Regions from separate parts of the Mus musculus genome. Here all the other regions are linked to region 1. A link is a contact called in public ChIA-PET, HiChIP or PLAC-seq and promoter capture Hi-C data. All regions are on one chromosome and are shown on one strand. The core of a region is the stretch at or near the end of the contact, and the rest is flanking DNA. Distances in the headings are between cores, read along the strand shown.

Region 1 (3,584 bases), core at 561-3,060:
AAAAGAAAATCATGTGTCTATATTGACACATGTGTTGTGTGTTTTGGGGAGTTGAACATGCACACATATGCTCATGTGTAAAGGTGAGATGTCAATTTCCAGTGTCTTTACTTAGGAAAAACCACCCTGGTTTTTTGAGACAGGTTCTCTCATTGACTTGGAGCTTGTATTTAGGCTAGGTTGTCTGGCCCAGAACCCCAAGGCTCCACCTGTAATCGCAGAGCTGGGAATAGAAGCACATACCATTCTGCCTAGCATTTTCATCTGGGTTCTAAGGATCAAACTTAAATCCTCATTCTTGCATGGCAAACACTATACCAACTATGCTATTTGCAGACTTTCTTTCTCTAAGGCCTTCTTAAATCCTCACAATTGCTAGCCAAGTACTCTTATCACTGAACTGTACCCTTAGTTTGTGTTTCTTCTTCTTTTTTAAAAAATTTTATTTTATCTGTATGAGTACACTGTTGCTGACTTCAGATATACCAAAAGAGGGCATCAGAACTCACTACAAATGGTTGTGAGCCACCCTGTGGTTGCTGAGAATTGAACTCAGGAGAGCAGTCAAGTGCTTTTAATCACTGAGCCATCTCTCCAGCCAGTTTGTGTTTCTTGATATTAAAAATAAAAGTGTTCCTAGTCCTTTCCCTCCAATATGTATTATCAAAATCATACTATTGCTTAATCTCTCAAGTTTCAATTATATAATTACAAATGGGGCTATAAGTCAATTTAATAAAAGTATAGCTTCAGTAGTGGCATTTACAGCTGGGCATGGTGGTGTATGCCTTTAATCCCAGCACTCAGGAGGCAGAGACAGGCAGATCTCAGGAATACACAAAGTAAATCCTGCTTCGAAAACCAAAAACAACAAAAAGGCATTTGCTTATTACTTTCAAGCTTGTGGATTAAAAACAAGCTTTCCACGAGATTTGACATTGTCAGAATACTTCTTGAAAAATAAAAGACCGTGCAAACAAAAGGTCTGGGCTGGCGAAATGGCTCAATGGGTAAAGTTGCTGCCAGGCCTGACAATCTGAGTTCAGTAGAGTTGAAGGGTCTTTCTTACAGACTAGTACTCCCGGGGCTCCCTGTTCCAGTCAGATAGGACTTCGTTTTGGTCTACAAATAAACCAAGATCATTCGTATTAAGAAATAAAACTCTCGGCGAAATTTAATCTTCAAATTAAGTAAAATGGGGAGGGGTTTAGCGTCTTCGTTTAAAGAGTTCTTAAAGTTTTACCTGAGTCCTATAATTTTATTTGCTAAACCTTTCAACCCTACAAAGACAAGGTCTTCCAAGCTCTTTACTACTTAAACCACTAACAGCTTTCGAAAACATGTCTGTACTTTTTCTATCATTTACTATGCTGTGTAGCTTTGACTCAGTCTTCCTGGGTTCCAAGGCGGATAGGAAACCTACCTCAAAACCTAACAACAACAAAAGCGCGAGGCTCAAGTACATTATGCATCTTGTGTTTTGTATCCTCAGAGCTCACAAGCTGGTGGAAGAAGCCGGCGGGCGGCTCGGAGCTCCTTAGCTACCACAAGCTCCACACTTGTCGTGCTTAGCTTCACTCGACCCGCCACACCTCGAAAGACCAGGGAACAGGTCCGCCAACTGTGCAGAGCGGACGTTGCAATCCTGGGGAGGAGGCCGGCGCCTACACACAGCCATAACCGGAGCAACTGGAAATGACAGAAAGCCTAGTGTTTCCCGGAGGCACCGCCCAGTCACTTCCGGTTCCGTAAGCCTATTGTTCCCGCCCTCAGCCTACACTTTCAACAAAACTTCGGGTTCTGGTAGCTCCCTCGGGCACTCTTATATTTCCTTCACTCTTCGCCTTTTACCCATGTTGAATAAAAACACCAAGGCGCTCGAAACTCGAGACCGGCGGTCAAGACAAGAAGGAGCTGGCAAGTGGCCTTGGCGAAAGTGCGAGTCGGGAACACCGCGCGCTTGATGCTCACACCCCGGCTTCTGCTTGCCGCCGACCGGAAGTCCACGGTCTGAATGGGTCTTGTACCCGGCCACGGCCGCTCCTCCCGGTGGACTTGACAGCGGGCGACTCTGGATCTCTGATCTCGTCGGCTGCCAGGTTCATGTGGAGGCTCCCGGGCCGCAGCGCGCTTCGTGGGGTCCGGTCGGTGGTGGAGCGGCGCAGCCGGGCCGAGGCAGGGACTCACGAGGCGGTGCGCGCCATGGAGCGCGCGGTGGTGCGCTGTGTGCCCTCGGAGCCCAAGCTCAGCCTGTCTTTCGCGTTGGCCGACGGCAGCCACAAAAACATGCAGAGGGACCAGAGCGAGCCTCTGGGCCGGGCCCTCAGCCGGATCGCTACCAACGCCCTCAAGGGACACGCAAAGGTAGCGGCCGCCAAGAAGAGCAGGAAGAACCGAGCCCACTCGAGCGGTGGCGCGGCCTGTGAGGCTACAGGGCCTGAGCCGGTTGCGACCTGCGAGCCGGTGGTGAAGCTGTACTACCGGGAGGAGGCGGTGGCCGAGGATGTGCTCAATGTGGACGCCTGGCAGGACGGAGCGGTGCTGCAGATCGGCGACGTCAAGTACAAGGTGGAGCGCAACCCGCCCACCTTCACGGAGCTGCAGTTGCCGCGCTACATCATGGCTGGCTTCCCTGTGTGCCCCAAACTCGGCGTGGAATTTGGGGATCCCGCCAGCTCCGTGTTCCGCTGGTACAAGGAAGTCAAACCCGGGGCGGCAGAACCTGGGGACAGCGGCCCCGCGTCCTCGTCTCACTCTTCGCAGCCTTCAGCTTGGATCGAGACCGGTGTGGACGAGCGCGTCTACACCCCGTGCAATGCAGACATCGGGCTCCGGCTCCGGCTTCACTGTACACCGGGCAATGGGCAGCGCTTCGGGCCAAGCCGGGAGCTAGAAAGCCTGTGCCCGGTGGAGGCCGGGCCTGGCACCTGCACTTTTGACCATCGACATCTGTACACCAAGAAGGTGACGGAGGACTCTTTCATCCGCACTGTCTCCTACAACATCCTGGCAGACACGTACGCCCAGACTGAGTTCTCTCGGACGGTCTTGTACCCGTACTGTGCCCCCTACGCCCTGGAGCTTGACTACCGCCAGAATCTCATACAGAAGGAGCTCACAGGCTACAACGCAGACCTCATCTGTTTGCAGGAGGTGGACCGCGCGGTGTTCTCCGACAGCTTGGTACCGGCCCTGGAGGCCTTCGGGCTGGAGGGCGTGTTCCGAATCAAGCAGCACGAAGGCCTGGCCACTTTCTACCGGAAGTCCAAGTTCAGGCTCCTTAGTCAACATGACATCTCTTTTCAAGAAGCCCTCAAGTCGGACCCACTGCACAAAGAATTACTAGAGAAGCTGGCTTTGAACCCATTAGCACAGGAGAAGGTCCTCCAGAGGTCATCTGTCCTTCAGGTCAAGTAGCTCTGCTTGTTTTCTTCATACTCGCCCAGGATTAGGGGTTGCCGGAGTATAGGGGGTTGGGTATTAGTACTCGTCATTGGAAATACGCATTTCTTTAAAGTGTTTTTGCTCCAGCATCTTGAAAGTGTAGCCTGTTCCTTAATTCAGCACATTTTAACCTCTCCTAG
Region 2 (3,584 bases), core at 785-3,284, 840 kb before region 1:
GTAAATAGGAAGTCCAAGAATCTAGTAGTTGCTCAGTCCCACGAGGCTAGTTGTTTCAGCTGGTCTGTATAAGCTGGGATCCTGAAGAAGTAGTTTCCAACAGATGTGCAAGCAGGCAAAGAACTAAGCCTTCCTTCTTCCAATGCCCTTATGTAGGCCTCCAGCAGAAAGTGTGGCCCAAATTAAAGGTGTGTGCCACCACAACTGGATCTGGAACTTGCTCTGTCCCAGGCTGACCTTGAACTCAATGATATGCTTGCCTCATTCTTCTGGGATTAAAGGCATATACTACCTTAACTGGGCCTAAGCTTTTCATGGCCGCTATGCCTCAAGATCTGGATCAAAAGTATGTGTCATCCCAAGTCAAGATCTGAGTCAGAAACCCGTGTCTTCTAGCCTCATGATCTGGATCACAGGTGTGCCCTCCATTTCTGAACTGTAGTTCATTCCAGAAGTTGACAACTAGGAATAGCCACCACACCTGTATAGCCTAGGCTGGCCTCACACTATGGAGGACCCCCAGCCTCTGTCTCCTAAGTGGCAGCAGCTGTGGTTACAGAAGTGTACCAGACATCAACTGTTTCTCTGACACTCACTTTGGTACAGGATTCCAACGGTGTGTGTGGCATGATGGGGAATTGCCCAGTCTTTGAGGATTTCTGTTGCATAGGACTAGACTATCCTCCAAGCCCAGCTACCACCATCTTCAGGATGCTTAAATGGGCCTGTCTGCATAAGATAGCACTCCCTGATAGCAGGACTGGATAGGGAGGTTCGTGGGACTCCCTCCTGAGCATCCCTCTCAGCCAACCAAATCCAATACTGCTGTAATGACACGTGGGCTCTGGGAACTCAAGGGGAGCAGATGCCCAGCTATCACATCCAGCCGTGAGCTTGAGCTTGTCGCCAGCCTTGCTAAGTGCAGACTTTACATTTACTTTCGGATTGCCCAAACTCCTGAAAACCCTCCTGCATGCTCCGGAAGTGACCCTAATAATGTCTCTACTATTGGGATCCTAGGAGGAGGGAGGTAGACATTGCCTTCTTTTATTATTATTATTATTACTAATAATAATAATAATTTATTTATTTGGTTCTTTTGAGACAGGGTTTCTCTGTATAGCTCTGGCTGTCCTGGAACTCACTTTTAGACCAGGCTGGCCTCGAACTCAGAAATCTGCCTGCCTCTGCTTCCTGAGTGCTGGGATTAGAGGTGTGCGCCACCACGCCCGGCTGACATTGCCTTCTTACACTTTACCCTCAGCAGCTTCTTTATGGAAGTGACATTTGTTTATTTTTATGTGGGGATTAGTGGGGGTGGGGATGGGGGTAGGGATGGTGGTGTCTTGGAACTCACTCTGAAACAGGCTGCCGAGGGTGCGCCCTCCCCGACTCCAGTCTGACACCAGGATTGATATAGCTGCAGGAGGCTTAGCCCCCTGACGTGAGTACTGGGATTCTCTGGAAGAGCAACAAGTGGAATTTTGGGCTGAGTCTAAAAGCGTCAGCTGGGGTTATACACATATTCACATTAGATATAAGATCTGTAGTATAATTGTTAAGTGGTCAGTGACCCAGGCAAGTCCTTTTGCCTCTTCGTGCCTCAGAGATAGCACTGCTAACGACGGATATACGAGTTTGGTCCACACTGTGACTGTTGCTGCAGTATTTAAAGAACTTCAGCCTGTAAGGTGTGGGAAGCACGAAGAGACAGAGACATATACTCTGTGTCCTAGGCGTCACAAGTCCTTCAACTAAATAAACCTCTCCTCCAAATATAAAAGAGAATGGTTACATCTGTTGTTTCTGCCTATTTGGAAACCTCCATTAGAGCCAAGGCGGCTCCCCAAGGTTGGCGGTGATCACGAAGAAACCGCAGACGCCCCCGGAGAGGGATCTAGAGTCCGGGGAGGCCGGCATCAACGAACGGACCCGCCAGCATGTCCCACTGTGATTGGCTCGGCTGGCCCCCGGCAACCAATCAGCATAGCGTTTGTTGAGCAGCGGCAGCAAGCTGGGTACACAAGTGACCTGAGCGAGCTGCGGGTGGGCGGCGGGGCCATGAACCTGGGGTAAGCCGGCGGGGACTCGCTGGGCTGTAACTTTCAGCCGGCGCGTGGCGGCGGGCGGGGTTCCGGGTCCAGCGCGGACCGTGGTGTTGGAGCGCCCCGGAGGGGAGATGGCGCCCCAGAGGGCGAGATGCTCGGGGAGCTACGGCTGCCCCGTACTGAGCTGGAGCATCCTCAGCTGGGGCTGGACCGAGTCTGGGGTGCGGTCTTCATCTTCAGAAGTTCATCGTTTTAGGAAAACCAGCCACCAGACCTAGACGTAACCGCGCATCCAGAAGCTGAATGTTAGGTTCTCTTCTGGGAGTTTAGAAATCAATGAGGCAGCCTGCCCCGTAAGCTTGCGGGGCGGTAGTATAGAGACTTAGCAACTTCAGATTCATTCAAGAGGTTGCCTTCTAACGTACCCATGAGCTGTTTGTAGTCCTGCAACGGGGTGGCCTCTGACAACCTATATCTCCCAGATTGTTTCCTTTTACAAACGCAGGCACTTTGATTCTCGCTACCAAAGCAACTCTGAGTTTAAAGTTGCTAGTCAACCTGCTCGCCCTTAATTTCTTGGTTTGGTATTTTCTCTTTGACGTTGTCGTCATTACTGTTCATAGACACATAACGCCCACCCCGTTCCCACCCCACCCCCGTAAGACTGTGTAATACTGTGTGTAGAATCCCATCAGAATTTTGTTGACTTTAATAGACAACGTAAGTTTTGCTGGTAGTGTTTACCGTTTCTTTATGGTGGCGCTTTTGACATGTAAAGTGTCATATTAGCCAAAGTTTATTGTTTATTTATTAAGATAGTAATAGAGTCACTAAAGCAATCGTGTAGTATATGAAATAGTCCAAGTTGTGTGGAATTCTGTATTTAAGCAGCCGTCACATTGGTGACCATTTTAGCCATCTTTCAGTCGCGTCTATTCCTCCTTGGAATCTGTCAGTCATGAAATTGTTAAAAACAAAACAAAACAAAAAACGCATAAATAGCTTATCTATGTCTTGTACCTGGCTAAGGAGTTCTGGTAGCAGCATGGGACTTTTGGTATAGAGCTGCAGGTTAAAGGATGCTGCAATAACTGGGTTGCTTTATTTCTTACCAGTAACAAAAACCAGGTTTCAGGTTAAACATGACACATGCTGGCCTCACTGAAAAGTTGTAAGAAAGTCTTTTGTATTTTTTTCCCTCTTAGGTTAAAAAAAATGTGTATGTATGAACACATATATACACATACTTTTTAAATACTTATTTTAATTTTATGTGAATGGGTATCGTGCCTGCATGTAAGTCTGTGGGCCACTTGTGCTGGTGCCCTTGGTGACCCGAGGGGCCTTTACAGACACTTGTTAACTGCAATGTTGGTTCTGCTTGCCAAGAATAGACAGTGCTCCTCACTGCTGAGCTGTCTCTCCAGCCTTGAAAACAATATTTTAAAATTTAAAGACTACTTTGAGGGAGGTTCAGGCAGGTGAATCAGGAATTCAAAGCCAGCCTGGTCAACCAGCCTGGTCTACATACATAGT
Region 3 (3,584 bases), core at 778-3,277, 830 kb after region 1:
GAGAGAGACTGTCTCAGAAAAGAAAAAAGAAAAAAAGAAAAACAACTCAAGAGGCTGGAGTGATGGCTCAGCAGTTAAGAGCACTTGTAGCCCCATGGCAGTTCACAACTCCGGTTCAAGGGTATCCAATGCCCTCTTTGTCTTACAAGGGCACCAGCTACCCACATGGTACACAGACATACATGAAGACAAAAACACTTATAAATACAAAATGAAATTTGTTTAAAAATTGTAAAAATAAGCCTGGTGTAGTGGGATACAACTTTGATCCCAGCCCTCAGGAAGCATAGACAATCAAATCTTTGAGTTCAAGGCCAACAGAGTCTATAGAGTGAGTTCCAGAACAGTCAGGGCGACACACAAAAAAACAAACAAGAAAGGTAAAACTAGATTAACCATAGGACAGGAAAGCTCTCTCCGTGGATAAGAGTGAATACTGCTCTTGATGAGGACCAGATTTCAGACTCAGGACGTTCACAACTTGTAACTTCAGCTCCAGCGGAACTGAATATACACACACTTAACTAAAAATAATATAAATGCTTTTTTAAAAATATTAACTTGCTGGCCGGTGGCACAAACCTTTAATCCCAGCACTCAGGAGGCAGAGGTCTGTATGAGTCTTGATATTGAAGTTTGGGACCAGACTGGTCTACAAAGCAAGTTCCAGGCCAGCCAATGCTAAATTGGTAGACCTTGTTTCAAAAGCAAGCAAACAAACAAACAACAACAACCCCCACCCCAAATTAACAAGACAACAAATTAACTCACACAATCCTCACAGTGAGTCTATGAAATAAGAATTATAATTACCCTCATTTTACAGTGCAGAAATTAATGAGGTATCAGGAAGGGATGGAGGAATCCGAAGTGGACACCTGTCTTAGAGCAACAGACTGTGTGGGTGAGCTCACCTTGCTTCCCCAGCTAGAGAATCCCGAGAACAGACAAAGCCTTGGGGGAACAGCCCTGTTAATCCTCCAGGAATTCCCAACAACTGACGGAAGCAAGAAAATAATGAAGGAGAATAATGGGAGCAGGCTGAGGGTGAGCAAGACACCTGGCCCTTCCCCGCAAGGATCTGGGTCCAAGTCTAGTCATCCTTTCGACAATGACACACACCGCCATCAACAAAGTTGAACAGCCCAACCCAGGGCCGCATTTGTAGCTTTCTTCCGCAATAAGGCAGCCTCGGGGCAAGGCAGCCTCGGAGCAAGCAGGGAGCAAGCTAGTTGAATCCTGTAAAGGGATCAGACAGGTAGGCTGACACTCTAGGTGTAGGGTCTGGGAAACCCAATCTCCAAGGACGCCCACTGATTAGCCGGCGGGGAGAAAAATCTCTAAAGAGAATGTGCCCAGCATGAGTTTAGCTATTCTCCCCCAGATTTGTTTGACACCTTGTACGCCTTTAGGAGACTGGCCTGAGCCCACGGGACGTCCGGGTTGCCAAGCTCAAGCAAGCGTTCTTGAAGACTCTGGAACGAGAAGCGGGGGCAGGGGCAGAGGGATCCTAGCTGGATACGCGGTAAGGAAGACAGGCAGGCAACACGGCATCTGGCACAATCGTGCATTCTCTGGACCGCTTAGGAGCCTGCCTTATATAAACCCAGGGTGGCAGGTCCAGGAACCCGCGCCCTGCAGTTCCGGAGCAAAGTTCCCAAAGACAGCTTTCTCGGCCCGCTGGGCTCCGCTCAAGCTTCTCCCGGAAGCGCACTGAGGTAAGACCTCAGTCACCCCCAAGTTCGCACACCCTGGGACCCTGCGGTCCCAGGCTCACCTGCCCTGACCCCGTTCAACTCCGGGCCTTGTCCTCGGGGGAACATTGCACCCCACGCCACGCGCGAATACCCCTCATGCGGAAGCCGCCCGCCGGGACCCTCACGCACCTGGCACCAGGGACCGGGACACTGAGCTCGGATAGCAACTCCTTCCTACTCCCGCTTTCCTGGATCCTAACCCGAGAGTGTCTGCGCACGGTCGAAGGAGGAGCCGGCAAGGCGGAAAACTCTCCGGGCGCGGCCGCGTTTGTCGCCCCGGGGCGGAGCCGCACGAGATGGGCGGAGCCTCTCTGGAGGGGCGGGGTGCGTGGGACCACGCCCACAGGTGAGGGTTGCGCTTCAGTGGTAGCTTTGTAGGAAGCCCCGAGCTTTCCGGAGCAAAGCCGCTCTAGACCTCAGGATGAGAGGACATTCTCGCGGGTGTTTATTTTCAGGAGTTTGACAGCGAAAAAAAACTTAAAACAGTCACTGTGTACGGCAGGAGGAAACTTCACAATGGAAAAAATTACCACCTCAACCAGTGACCAGGGCCAACATCAGCAGTGGTAATTTATATTGATCTTCTGTCGTGTGGTGTCTTCCTCCTGGAGACACATGACCCCATAGTAATCGTGCAGAAATATCAGACAAGCCCCAATTGAGGAACTCAGGACTGTCCAAAACTCTCAAGGTTGTCAAAACAAGAGGAGTCTGAGAAGCTGTCACATGGAGATATGAAAACTAAGTAATGTGACATCTTGGATGGGATCCTGGGAAAAGGACACTAAGTTAAAAAAAACAATGACATCTGGACCATATATAGATTTAATAACAATGCATCAATATTGGTACATCTATTGTAGCAAAAATACTAATATGTTAATAACAGGAGAAGACCCACGTTGGTTGTTTATTTAGAAAAAGGTAGTATAGTGAGTATGATTGTGTAACATTTAAAAATAAAAATTAAGTCTCTTACTCTCCCCAGCTCACATTTAGGCACCTCCTTCCAGATGTTCAACACACTTCTACGTTTGTGTTGCTTGCTGTGCTTAAGCAAATGTATTTGTTTATAAAACAGGATTGCAGTATTTTTTTTTCCCCTCACTTTATATTCGAGTGTCCTTTCAACTGACGCCCCAGGACCAACCAGGTTCTTCGGAAGACTGCACAGGATCTCCCCCCACCCCTTACGGATTCTTCACTATCTAGCTCCCACCTGGGGTACACTTCTTTCATGGCCCACTTTTGATTTGCAAACAAGCCATTTGTCATTTGCATTTTAGGAGCCCAGTGGACTGTAAGAGCCGGAAGAAGCCTGGTTGGCAGGTGTGGTCTGCTTGCTCCAGCAGATCGGAATGAGCTAGCCTGCCAGGCTACTGCCTCACAGCGGGAAACTCAGGCTTAAGGTTTCAGAGTGAATGAATAAATAAATAAATAAATAAATAAATAAATAAATAGCAGAGGAACATGATTACTCCTAGGTATGGTGAAGGAGAAGGTTTATTGTAGAGAAAAAAGAGACATAGTCAAAGGCAGACACATCTGGGAGAATCCAGAATGGTCATGACCCAGAGCCTTGTGAGGAGAGTGGGGAGGGGAAAGGAGATGGGTGAGAGAGGAGAACCAGGTACAGCAGCTAGAAGCTAAAGGTACAAAATAAAGGGGGAGGGGTAACTAAAATCATTATATTATGTAGAGAAAAGCAGCCCTGTACCGTGGCCTGCAGAGTTGTGGGTAGAAGGCAGGTTATGCCAGCCACAGGCTGTAAGGTAAGGCAGGGTATGCCAGCCACAGGCTGTAAGGTAAGGCAGGGTATGCCAGCCA
Region 4 (3,584 bases), core at 793-3,292, 740 kb before region 1:
ATAAATAAATAAATAAATAAATAAAATAAAAATAGAAGTTGAGGATGTAGCTCAGTGATGTGAGTACTCACCTACTGTTTGATCCCAGTGTTAATACATGCAGAAAAACCCAATTTAAAAGTGCATATATGAAGGCTAGGTGTGCTGCTCACTATAGTGCTGTAATGTAGTCAGAGCCAGGAGAGTTGCTCCAAGCTCAAGATCAGTCTATTCTCTACAGCAAGTTCGAGATGAGTGTGGAAAACACAGTGAGACCCTTTCTCCAAAGGAAATACACACACACACACACACACACACACTCCCTAGCGCAACCCGATGAACAACAACAACAACAACAAAATTCCTGATTCTCTTTATTGAGAAGGCTCCTAAAAGTATGTACACATATATCAAAACTAAAGAGGCTCCCGCCCAAGGGTTCACCTTTGCTTTTTCTTTTAGCATGTACTAAGCAATGGGTTCCTCTGTGGCAAGAATTTTGTGTGTATGCCAATGTGCTGGCCCATGAGAAGTCCAGAGGGTGACATCAGGTTGGCTGCCTTCCTCTGCTGTTCGCCACCTGAACTTTCAAAGCAGGACCTCTCATTTGGTCTAAACTTCCACATGTCGGCTAGACTGGCTGGCAAGTGAGCCCTTGGGGTCCGCTCATTTGCAAACCCCCTCCCCAGGTGCTGAGGTACAGACACATGCTCTCACATGCTCACCTCCCGAGTGCTAGGATTTTCCATGGATGCTGCGGATCTGAACTCAAGTCCTGATGCTTGTACGGCAAGCCCTTTAAGACCGAGCCAACTCTCCCTGTCCCTCATTGTGACATTTCTTCAAATACAGGTGTATGTGTATACGTGTGTGTGTGTGTGTGTGTGTGTGTGCAAGTGGAGGCCAGAGAACAACCCTGGGTGTCATCCCCGGGCACACTCTCCACCTTCCCTGACACAGTCTCTGATTAACCAATTAGGTGGGCTCCAAGGATCCCCCTATCTCCTCCATCTTCCCAGTCTGGAACTACAAGATCATGCCATGTCACCTTGCAAGTGTAGTGTATTCTGAGGATCACATTAAGTCTCCATGCTTGCAAGACAGGTACTTTACCAATGGAATATCTTCCCTGCTCCCTTGTATTCATACATGAATATAATGTACTTTGGTCATATTCATACTGTTACCCTTTTGGGTCCCCTTCCCCATCACATTCTGTATCTCAAATATTCCCCCCACCATGTATGTATGTTATGACAGGGTCTCATGCAACAACTTTACAATGTAGAATCACATGGGAAAAGGGAACCTTAATTGAAGAACAGCTTTGATCAGATTGACCTGTGGCCATGTTTATGGTAAATTGTGTTCACTGATAATTAGTGGGGGGCAGGGAGACCCAAGCCCACTATGGGTGGCACCATTCCCTTTGGCAGGGAGATACATTAAAAAGAAAAAGAAAAAGCTGGCTGAGCATAAATCAGTGAGTGGACCAGTAAAGATCATTCTTCCATGGTTTGTTTCAGTTCCTGCCTTGACTTTCCTTGATGGGACTGTAACCTGAAACTGTAAGTAGAAATAAACCCTTTCCTCTCCAAGTTGCTTTCGGTCATGGTATTTATCACAGCAACAAAGGAAACTAGGCTACCCCTTGATAAACCGCTCTGTCTAGGTAGGCCTGTTGCTGACTGGGAGAACCACCAACATTCCTGAAGAAAAAAGGTGTGATGTAAGGAGCAGTGACATTGTTAAAACTGTCTGCCTACACAGACTTGAGGGGTAGTGACCTCTTCTCAAGGTGGCCTTGCTCATGTGGGGCTTCTGATCCTGATGACGTTAAGATCCCTATAGACAGCTCTGGGTTTGGGGAACTGTCTTCCAATTCTGCATGTCCATTCTCTAGAACCAGGTGGTGCTCTAGATTTGGGGAAGTAAAAAAAAAAAAAAAAATGGGTGCATAGAGAACATAAAGTTGAACAGGCTGCTCACCGAGATGGGCTGTAGCATCCTGTAACAACCACGAAGTTTGCATTCTTAGCAGCTGGAGACTTCTGGCAATGGAAACTAAAGCAGTCAGTGGCAGTGACCACAAGCCAGAAACTGAAACCACACTCTAATTCTGCACAAGATTGCCAGCCCCGGCTGTTTTCATTGTGTCTTGACTACAAGGATTACATCTAGTTGCATGTACTATAACAGCCTCAGAGCAGACTGAAGCCCATGTAGCCTGCCGCCACTTGTACTAACTCTCAAAATGTCAGCACCAACAACTAACCTTCTAGCAAAGATACAGCGCCTAGAGTCAACAAGCCAATGCCACTCTAGAAACAAAATGTGGAGACTGTCCAAAATGTCTCTGAAGCATGGGCAAAGGGAGACCAGAGAACAAAGCAGACGGGTTTTCTTTTTCTTTCACTTTCTCCCTTCCTTTCTTCCTTCCTCCCCTTCCTCACTCCCTTCCTTCCTTCTTTCTTTTTTTCTTTTTTTGTTTGTTTTTCGAGACAGGGTTTCTCTGTGTAGCCCTGGCTGTCCTGGAACTCGATCTGTAGACCAGGCTGGCCTCGAACTCAGAAATCCACCTGCCTCTGCCTCCCGAGTGCTGGGATTAAAAGCGTGCGTCACCACGCCCGGCTCCTTCCTTCCTTTCTTTTTCATTTTGTGTGTGTGTGTGATATTTAACTATGTAGCTGACTGACCTGGTACTATCTAGCCCAGGCTAGCCATCAAATTAAAACAATTCTCTTGCTTCAACCTCTACGGTGCTGGGATTGCAGACAGAAAACTTGATATTTTTTCCCTTGAGAAAAACAAAACTGGACTTACCATCTATGTGAACGCTGTGCCAAATCTAGGAGTGGACAGTGTGTTAAAGGATATGGCAGACACATAAAGACAAAACTCGTCATTAACCTTACCGGACTAACATGCTGTTGGAAATGCTTGCTAAGATCTTTAACCTGTCCCGTCTTTCTATAGACAAAACAAGAGCCCTACTCTGTCAGAGAAATAAAACCATTTCAGTGAACAAGCAGACTAAAATTCCAGCGTAACTTAAAAATGAAACTTCCCTTCGCCCTTCCTTTTCCTTGTTGTTTCAAGATATGATCACACTATGCAGTCCCAGCTGGCCTGGAACTTGCTATACAGAGTAAGCTGACCTTGAACTTCAGGAGATCCTCCTGTCTCTGCGTCTTAAGGGCTGGAGTTACAGGTGTGCACCACTACCCCTGTTAGCTTCAAGTTCACCGTCAGTCACTTGTGTCCGCAGTGAGATGCAATGCTTCTTTTCTGTCACAGCTCTGACTAAGCTTTGTATAGGGCATAGATAAAGGTGAGTGAAGGGGCGAGGGGTGGCAAGATGGCTAAAATGGGGAGAGGTGCTTGCTGCTAATGCCAAGCCGGATGACCTGAGTTCCGTCCTCAAAACTCATACAGTGAAAGGAGAGAACTAAATACTCAGGTTGTCTTCAGACCTCCACTCAAGTGTGGCAGTACCTGTGTACTTACGTGCATGCCTCACACACACATACACTAAGTACACACAAGTGAATAAATGGTGTACACTAAGTATACATGGTAAAAGAAATCAGAGCAGAATGCTTGAG
Region 5 (3,584 bases), core at 343-2,842, 670 kb before region 1:
ATTGCTACTGAAAACTCATATCCATTCTAGGCTCTATCAACCTGAACTCCATGACGGTACCAAACAGATGAGAGCCCACTACACTTCCACAGCTGCTGAGACTACAAACTCTACAAATATTCAACTAGCTACGGAAAGGCCAGAGGCTTATCTTGTGCTCAGCAAACAAAAAGGAGGATCTAACCAGAATCTGGTGGAGTCCTGTTGAAGGGAGGCAATCTTGTTGGAGGAAATGGATCTCTGATGCTACCAACCCCCAAAACACACCTATACAGAATTCAGAGCGTCAAGGGCACACACCAAGCAGACCTACATGTGTTGTGTAGGTGGAATCAACAGTGCTGTGACAAGGCGGGACACACACCTGCCTCCAGCGTCACTGCCCACCCCGAGTCTCTCAGAGTGAGGCAGAGGAAAGTGGAGAACGAACACACACACACACACACACACACACACACACACACACACACACAGACACAGACACAGACAGACGACATGATGAGCTGGTCCTACGGACTCCACCACAGCAAAACTGGAGTCTGATAAGACAATTAACTGTCTTCTCTAAAACCTTGAAAAAGAATGAGAATCGTCTTCTCCCCCAACTGAACCTAACCAACTTCTAAGGGCAGTCAGCAATTTGCCAGAGACAGGACACATGGGGGTGGGAGAGGAAAGCCTAAGAAAGCCAAACTGAGAGGACTCCCTGGATTACCCAAGGGCACTGCCCCTCTCCCCGCGCCCAAGTTCCCAGAATGGGAACTGTTTCTAGCATTTCAAGTCAGCTTCCCATTCACCAACGTTTTAGCTCGTTTTCAGCAGTCATGAAGGAGAGCCTCAATTACTCATTTAGCTCAGACCCAAAATGAACGACACCCTTCCCCCAACCTCCTTTATTGGTTACTTGTGACAAGTAAAGGTGCCCTGTCCCGCCCTTGCTCTCAAACAGCTACAAAACCAAGTGTGTCTGGTGAAATGTCTGAACCGGTCCCCAAGAACTTAGCTCTCTTAACCCCGGCCGGGGACGGGGAGACATTGCTTTACGAGGCTCTCTCTCGACACCCGGGCCTTCCTAACAGGGCAGCGGGTAGGTAGGTGCCTTTGCAGGCTCTAGACAGAGACTGGGGTTCGGTCTGCCAGTCGCTCGGAAGGAAAGAAGCAGCATCAAAGATCTGCGGTTCCCGAGCTCAGGGAGCAGGGCAGCGATAGAGGACCCACAGAGAAGGCGTGAGAGGGAACACTTGAAGGGGCGATCTGGAGAAGCGCAGCACGTGGGGGAGACGGAGAGAAAGCGAGCGGTACACAGGGTGAGGTGGCAGAGAAGCCCGGAGGTGCAGGTGTGTGGAGGGCGCGTCCTACCTCGTCCTTGGCCACCCCGCTGCCCAGGGGCGCCTCCAAGCTGCAGTTTGCCCTCTTGACAGTGAGGTAGAAGGGGTAATCCTTGGCCACCATGGCGGCTGCCGGGCCTGCCCTTTGAGATGTCACCGCTAATTTCAGGCGACAACAAAAATCCCGGGTAAAAGAGGGCCCGAGCTCCACGATGCAGGCGACGGCGATGCGAACACCTACAGCTGCTTCTTGCAGAGTGGACCTGACGCCTAAGCTCCACCGGGAAGGGCGGGGCCGCTTTAAGCCATGCCCACTGAGGGAGGGCGGGTAGGCGGGACTAGAGAGGCCCACCCCGCCCTCCAAGGAGCGCCAGGTGCGAACTTACAGACGCCTCCTGAGGCTGGGGCGGTTCTGCAGACTTTGGGGACCTCAGGGGACGCTTGCGTGGAGCTGCCAGACCCCAGACCGCTACATAGCTTGTAGCAAGGAAACCAGGACCCTAGGCAAACGCTGATAGAGCAGGGGGCAAGTCCCAAGCCAGGCTCTCACTTTCCGAGGGGTTAGGGGAGGAAACCTGCGTGTGCAGGGTTTCTCTACATCTCTGGCTGTCCTGGATACATTTTACTAAAAATAAGCTTTAGTAGGTAAAAGCAGTCCAAACAGTAAAATGCACCCATTTTAAGTGCAGTTCAAAAAGCACCGTGAAACCAAGCTCCAAAGCTGAGAGACAAATACTTTCCACCACGCAGTACGGAAGGAACGGAGTCCCCTCTAACCATCCCCTCTCCTCCCCCACCACACAGGCCCCTACACCTACAGCCTACACCCACGCTGGACTGATTCAGTCTGTTTCCAGCTTAGAGCGAAGACCACGCTTTTGGGGATCTTTTCTGGGGAAACACTGACGTTTTAAATGCCCAAGAAGTAATTACAAGATCGTTGCTGCAGCCCAGACCAACCTATAAAAAAAAACCAAACACACACACACACACACACACACACACACAAAACCCCAACAACAACAACAAACAAAAAACAAAACGAAACAAAACAAACAAAACCCTAAAAACAATGGTAACAGTCTTTAGTAAGAGTATTTAAGTAAGCTTTTCTAATTATAGAACACCACCCCATAGAGATCAGAGAGGAGAAGGGTCTATGGGTGTGAAACTGAAAGAGTTCCTTTATGTTGGCCTCAGTTGGAAAATAATTGCAAAAGGCTGGGAATGCCGGGCTTTGGGAGAATAGTTATCAAGTGTGAGGCTGTGAGTTCGATTCCTAGTATCCAATGTGTAACAATTCGGAACAAAGCAGTACACAGTTTGTGTTCAAAACACAGCTACAAAAGAGTTTTTCTTTCTTTTCTTTTCTTTTCTGTCCTTTTCTTTTGTTCTTTCTTTCTTTTTTCTCTCTTTCTCTCTTTTTTCTTTTCTTTTCTTTTTTTTTTTTTTTTTGATATTCTCTATAAAGATATACTTGGAGGTCAACAACATTGAATGTCTAGAAGAATCTGAGACAAGCTTACACTCTCCCTGGTGGCAGAGGAGAAACATCTGGGATAGAAAAGGTTAGTAATAGTGGACAAAGAGGCTTTACAGTTACAGTAACAATTTTCAACATCTTAAAAGAAAAATATATTCACATCACCCTGGGAAAAAAAGATTCATTTTTTTTAAGTTATCATTTCCTCCAAATAACATTTCTTAAACTTTGCTATAGTATCTTTCTCTCCTCCCGTGAAAGGTCTGCATACGGAGGGTGTTGTTACAGAGAGGTACTGAGTCTTGGTTTTGCTTCTGGGGTGTGAAGGAGGCAGTGTGATGAAGAAATATAGACCTGCTTCCAGATGAGGTCAGGACCCAGCAGTTCCTACTTTTCCTGGCAGGAAACTGCTTAACCTGCAGATCTTCCACCTCAGGTACCAAATCCACACTCTGGCACTAAACCCACTCATTATCTTGCCTGACTAGATAGCAGACAGACAGACAGACTGCCTCTGGAGTCAAGAAGGAGTGTATGTGTAAACAGGGCTCTGAAGTGAGTGGGTTCCTATTGAGACTGGAGAAAGCGCCTGCGGTTTTCTTCCCAAGTATGCAACAAGAAGAAAGCTGCAGCAAGAGGCATGGAATGAGAAGGGGCATGTGAGAACTGCTCATACACCTGTAAGCTTGGCCAAAGATAGTGTTAGGCAGAGGAAACCCCATTTCCAAGGGTGCCCAACCAAGCCAGGCCCAGAGGTAGTGACATGTCCCAGA
Region 6 (3,584 bases), core at 810-3,309, 520 kb before region 1:
TGGAAGACTAGTTATAGTCCCATAAGCAAACTTAAATTAACATTAAAGACATGACATAGAGTAAAAAGCATGGTTTTCAGATGGTGTTACAGGCTAAAAATCTAAGCATAAATCAGGGATAGAACTGTAACTCTTTAAGTTAGGAATGATGGTAGAATACTTTATTTAATTGACAAATATGATGAACTGGATTTTAATTGTATATAATGCTTTGTAATTTACATAATTGTTGTGGTTATGCTCAATTTAGGTCTGAGAAAAAAGTGTTCTTTTGTTTTTTAAATTGGACAGAAAAGGTGAGGTGTAGGTGTGGTTCTGATACTTTGATTTAATCGAGAATCTGGGTTTACTGCCGCTGAAGGTCCTTGCCCTCTATTGGTTTTTGATCTATCAATAGCTGTCAGTAGCCAATGGCTGAGCACTGACCAGGACACTGAGAGTTGTGTGGATAGGACACGGAGAATCAGGAAGACTGGGAGAGAGGAGAAAGGGACACAATGGCAGAGGAGATAAAGCCAACCATCCATGTGAGTTTTTGGGGTAAATGACCTCTGGCCACTTCCCTGACTGGGCCTGGGGTAGCAGGGGAAGGTTTAGGAGTGCCAGTCATTGAGCTAGCCAAGGCATTGTTTTGTTTTGTTTTGTTTTGTTTTGTTTTTCAAGACAGGGTTTCTCTGTGTAGCCCTGGCTGTCCTGGAACGGAACTCACTTTGTAGACCAGGCTGGCCTCGAACTCAGAAATCTGCCTGCCTCTGCCTCCCGAGTGCTGGGATTAAAGGCGTGTACCACCACGCCCGGCCTAGCCAAGGCATTTAAAGAATAACTGGAGTGTGTGTGTGTGTGTGTGTGTGTGTGTGTGTGTGTGTTTTCTATTCGCAGATCTAAAATAGCTCCTGGGTGGGTGTGCATGAGTGCGACCATCCAGAAACACGAAACGACACACAACACTCAGGCAACACACAGCCTGTTTTTCCGGTTATTCAGCCCTAGCAGACCTATGCTAGGCCTTGTTCACAGCTTCTTGTGGGTTTTCCTGACTTTACTTCCTCTGCTTCATTCATTGCTCTGTCCCTGAGGCCAGATCAGGTACTGACTGGAACAGTGCATCTGGTGAGTGACTGACTGACTGAATGGAGGGGAGAGTGTGTATGCGTTAGTTTCTTATCAACTAGACACAAGCTAGAATCATTTGGAAAAAAAGGAAATCTCAGTTGAGAAGATGCCCCCACCAGATTGGCTTATGGAACATCTTCTTGAATTATGATTGGCATGGGACAGCCCAGCTCACCTGGGTTGTATAAGAAAGCAAGCCGAACAAGCCAGAAAGGGCAAGCTAGCAAGCAGTGTTCCTCCATGGCCTCTGCTTCCTCTGCCTCTGTTCCTTCCTCTAGCTTCCTGCCTTGACTTCCCTCAGTAGTGGGCTACAAGCTGTAAGATAAAATCAATCCTTTCCTCCCAAGACAGAGAGGCTGGACGATGGACTGGGAAAGGGCACAGAGCACCCCCAGGTCCCGGGAAGTGGACAGGGCCTACAGAGCCACGCCTCCCTTTCCTTCCATTCTACACACAGGCCCACTAACCACTTCCCTGAGCTAATCTACTAACAGCCTCCTCAGTCCACGGGCTCCATCACCCCAACCCCAGAGGCATCCGTGAGAATTAACAGCAAGGAGCCTACTGAGTTATAGAAATGTCTCTCTTCTCTCTTACCCTACCTCCTGCTTACAGATAATGTTTATTACCAAGCCAAGTAGAAAACATAAACATAATAACCAGTCATCACAATTTAGCCTCTAGGTTAAGCCCGGCATTCGAGTTAGAAATGGCAGACTCTTAGTATGATTTATACGACCCTCAAGCTTATATACTTTGGGGGTCATTTCCAAGGCTAGCCAATTCCATTTAGACAGCAGGTGTCTAGCTTAGGTGAAAGGTCTAGAAACTCTAGCAATCAAGGACAGCGTTCCCACAGGTGACCTCACATTCCCACCTGTGGTCAGCTGGGGATAAGCAGTTACCTTGCCAGGAGGGTGTGGGTTCCTGGGGTCTTTGCTGCCCCCTGCTGCCTTGCTGAAGCCACTCACTTTAGGTACCCTCCGGTTCCCTATCACACTCAGGGTCGGTAAGCCTTGTGAATATCCTTCACAACCACTGTGGTCACAAAGGCTTCTAAGAAACCTCTCTGAACCACCCTGCCCCAGTAACAGCCTAGGAGGGTGCCAAGAACCACCCAGTTTCCTGTGGGAACTCCCATTGCATGTGTGGAACAACCCTGCTACAGTTCAGATGAGGGTCGGGCTCAATGTCTTACACGGAGGTCTCATTCAACAACTGTCCCTGCACACACCTGAACACACGTCTTCAGCTCACCCACATGGGAGGAACCAAGGTCCAAAGCCTTCATCGGTGCTTCTTTTTGTGTAGAAATTCCATATAGTATATAAATCTGGCTCCCCACCATAGATGAGTTTTGTAGACCACCATGTACCTGCCAACCATGGGACATCCCCAGGCCCATCACCCAGAGACTCCACAACCTTCTGTTTTCCTGTCACTTTCTTCACACTCAGATTCCATAATATGATGCTCACCCCCTAGGACAGGGACCTCTGGAGTCACTGTCCTAGATCCTAGACCCTTACAGAAGAGGACCTCTTACTAGTGACTAGTGGATGGTGGGGACAGAGACAGAAGGGCAGGGCCTGACTGCTAGTTTGAGGAATCATGAGGAAACAGTTCAATTAAAATAACTAAATTAAAAGGAAGGGTATAAACAAACCCATGACTGCACCCTTGCAACCTCAGTACTCAGGGGGAGAAGGCATGAAGATCATTCTTAGCTGTATACCAAGTTCAAGGCCAGCATGAAGTACATAAAGCCTGGCCTCAAAAAAGGGGGGGGGGGGGTTGGAGAGATGACTCAGCAGTTGAGAGCACTGGCTTCTCTTCCAGAGGTCCTGGGTTCAGTTCTCAGCACCCTCATGGCAGCTCACAACTGTATGTAGCTCCAGTTCCAGGGAATCTGATACCCTCACAAACACACATGCAGGCAAAGCACCAATGCACATAAAATAAGTAAATCTTTAAAAAGGGGGGTGGGGGTGGGATGGGTATAACATTACATAATGAATCAACTCAGGAGGTTATGTGATTTTTTTCCCTTTTTCTTAAGTATTATAGTATTGATAATGGTAGAATTTTTTAATCCCTTGAACATTTTCCAAAACAACTATTAGTATGTTGTATGACGCTCATTTTTAGCCACCAACACAAACTATAACTAAGTAAATACTATTCCTTTATGCAGACTTTTATAGACTTGAAATGCCAAAGACCTATACAGGAAAGAGTAAGCCCAACCTGGCTCTTAGAGTGATCTCAAGATCAAAACACAGGAAGCACAGGGCAGCTGGCCCTGGGCAGTGCAGTCATCTCTCTGGAGTGCTTGGTGGCTACACAATTATTGGTCTTTCCCTAGTTCCCACCCCATATATACACACCTGCTGGTACCCGAGGAACATCAGCACACCCTCCAGATCCCAGATATCCAATTGTTTTTTGGTTTTTGGTTTTTGGTTTTTTGA

What was found. Promoter capture Hi-C pulls out the DNA fragments that hold promoters and counts their contacts. ChIA-PET counts read pairs in DNA pulled down with a chosen protein or histone mark. HiChIP or PLAC-seq counts read pairs in DNA pulled down with a chosen protein or histone mark.
Region 2: a contact with region 1 is called in an RNA polymerase II ChIA-PET map of memory CD8 T cells, with 27 read pairs. The contact joins the promoter of Ccdc66 here to the promoter of Pde12 in region 1. A contact is called at or near these places in 3 of 39 promoter capture datasets (cranial neural crest, liver and pre-B cells), 1 of 484 Hi-C or Micro-C datasets (muscle stem cells), 1 of 115 datasets of contacts at active chromatin or transcription factors (memory CD8 T cells) and 1 of 9 other capture datasets (adipose tissue).
Region 3: a promoter capture Hi-C map of embryonic stem cells shows a contact between it and region 1, with 2.5 times the contacts expected there. The contact joins the promoter of Anxa11 here to the promoter of Pde12 in region 1. A contact is called at or near these places in 1 of 39 promoter capture datasets (embryonic stem cells) and 1 of 9 other capture datasets (adipose tissue).
Region 4: a contact with region 1 is called in an H3K4me3 HiChIP or PLAC-seq map of bone marrow-derived macrophages, with 7 times the contacts expected there. The contact joins the enhancer-like site here to the promoter of Pde12 in region 1. A contact is called at or near these places in 4 of 39 promoter capture datasets (the 3T3-L1 cell line, hippocampal neurons, liver and 1 more), 1 of 484 Hi-C or Micro-C datasets (cortical neurons), 4 of 115 datasets of contacts at active chromatin or transcription factors (bone marrow-derived macrophages, large pre-B cells, memory CD8 T cells and 1 more) and 1 of 9 other capture datasets (adipose tissue).
Region 5: a contact with region 1 is called in an RNA polymerase II ChIA-PET map of memory CD8 T cells, with 37 read pairs. The contact joins the promoter of Arhgef3 here to the promoter of Pde12 in region 1. A contact is called at or near these places in 2 of 115 datasets of contacts at active chromatin or transcription factors (bone marrow-derived macrophages and memory CD8 T cells).
Region 6: an RNA polymerase II ChIA-PET map of memory CD8 T cells shows a contact between it and region 1, with 5 read pairs. The contact joins the enhancer-like site here to the promoter of Pde12 in region 1. A contact is called at or near these places in 2 of 39 promoter capture datasets (the 3T3-L1 cell line and hippocampal neurons), 2 of 484 Hi-C or Micro-C datasets (both in cortical neurons) and 3 of 115 datasets of contacts at active chromatin or transcription factors (bone marrow-derived macrophages, large pre-B cells and memory CD8 T cells).

Annotation. Positions count from the first base shown.
Region 1 is chr14:26,668,072-26,671,655 of GRCm38.p6, reverse strand. Pde12 (phosphodiesterase 12) reads left to right here and starts at 1,810. Exons shown (of 3, transcript NM_178668.3): 1 at 1,810-3,408. The coding sequence starts at 2,104. It overlaps Mir7672 (microRNA 7672), which reads left to right and starts at 2,048; the gene lies at 2,048-2,109.
Region 2 is chr14:27,506,910-27,510,493 of GRCm38.p6, reverse strand. It overlaps Ccdc66 (coiled-coil domain containing 66), which reads left to right and starts at 2,034. Exons shown (of 18, transcript NM_177111.3): 1 at 2,034-2,072. The coding sequence starts at 2,062.
Region 3 is chr14:25,840,598-25,844,181 of GRCm38.p6, reverse strand. Anxa11 (annexin A11) reads right to left here and starts at 2,027. Exons shown (of 15, transcript NM_013469.2): 1 at 1,887-2,027.
Region 4 is chr14:27,404,084-27,407,667 of GRCm38.p6, reverse strand. It overlaps Gm52095 (a long non-coding RNA gene), which reads left to right. Exons shown (of 4, transcript XR_003951011.1): 4 at 1,506-1,786. Among named protein-coding and RNA genes, the nearest start is that of Gm34702, 5.6 kb to the right of the region's middle. Within about 2 kb of position 2,042, at least 103 of the 459 cell types and tissues checked have an H3K27ac peak or open chromatin away from gene starts, as enhancers often do. A contact at or near this core is called in adipose tissue, bone marrow-derived macrophages, liver and 3 more, where this site is marked.
Region 5 is chr14:27,334,045-27,337,628 of GRCm38.p6, reverse strand. Arhgef3 (Rho guanine nucleotide exchange factor (GEF) 3) reads right to left here and starts at 1,592. Exons shown (of 10, transcript NM_001289687.1): 1 at 1,360-1,592. The coding sequence starts at 1,452.
Region 6 is chr14:27,191,161-27,194,744 of GRCm38.p6, reverse strand. It overlaps a transcript of Arhgef3 not described here. Among named protein-coding and RNA genes, the nearest start is that of Gm34848, 73 kb to the left of the region's middle. Within about 2 kb of position 2,059, at least 20 of the 459 cell types and tissues checked have an H3K27ac peak or open chromatin away from gene starts, as enhancers often do. A contact at or near this core is called in memory CD8 T cells, where this site is marked.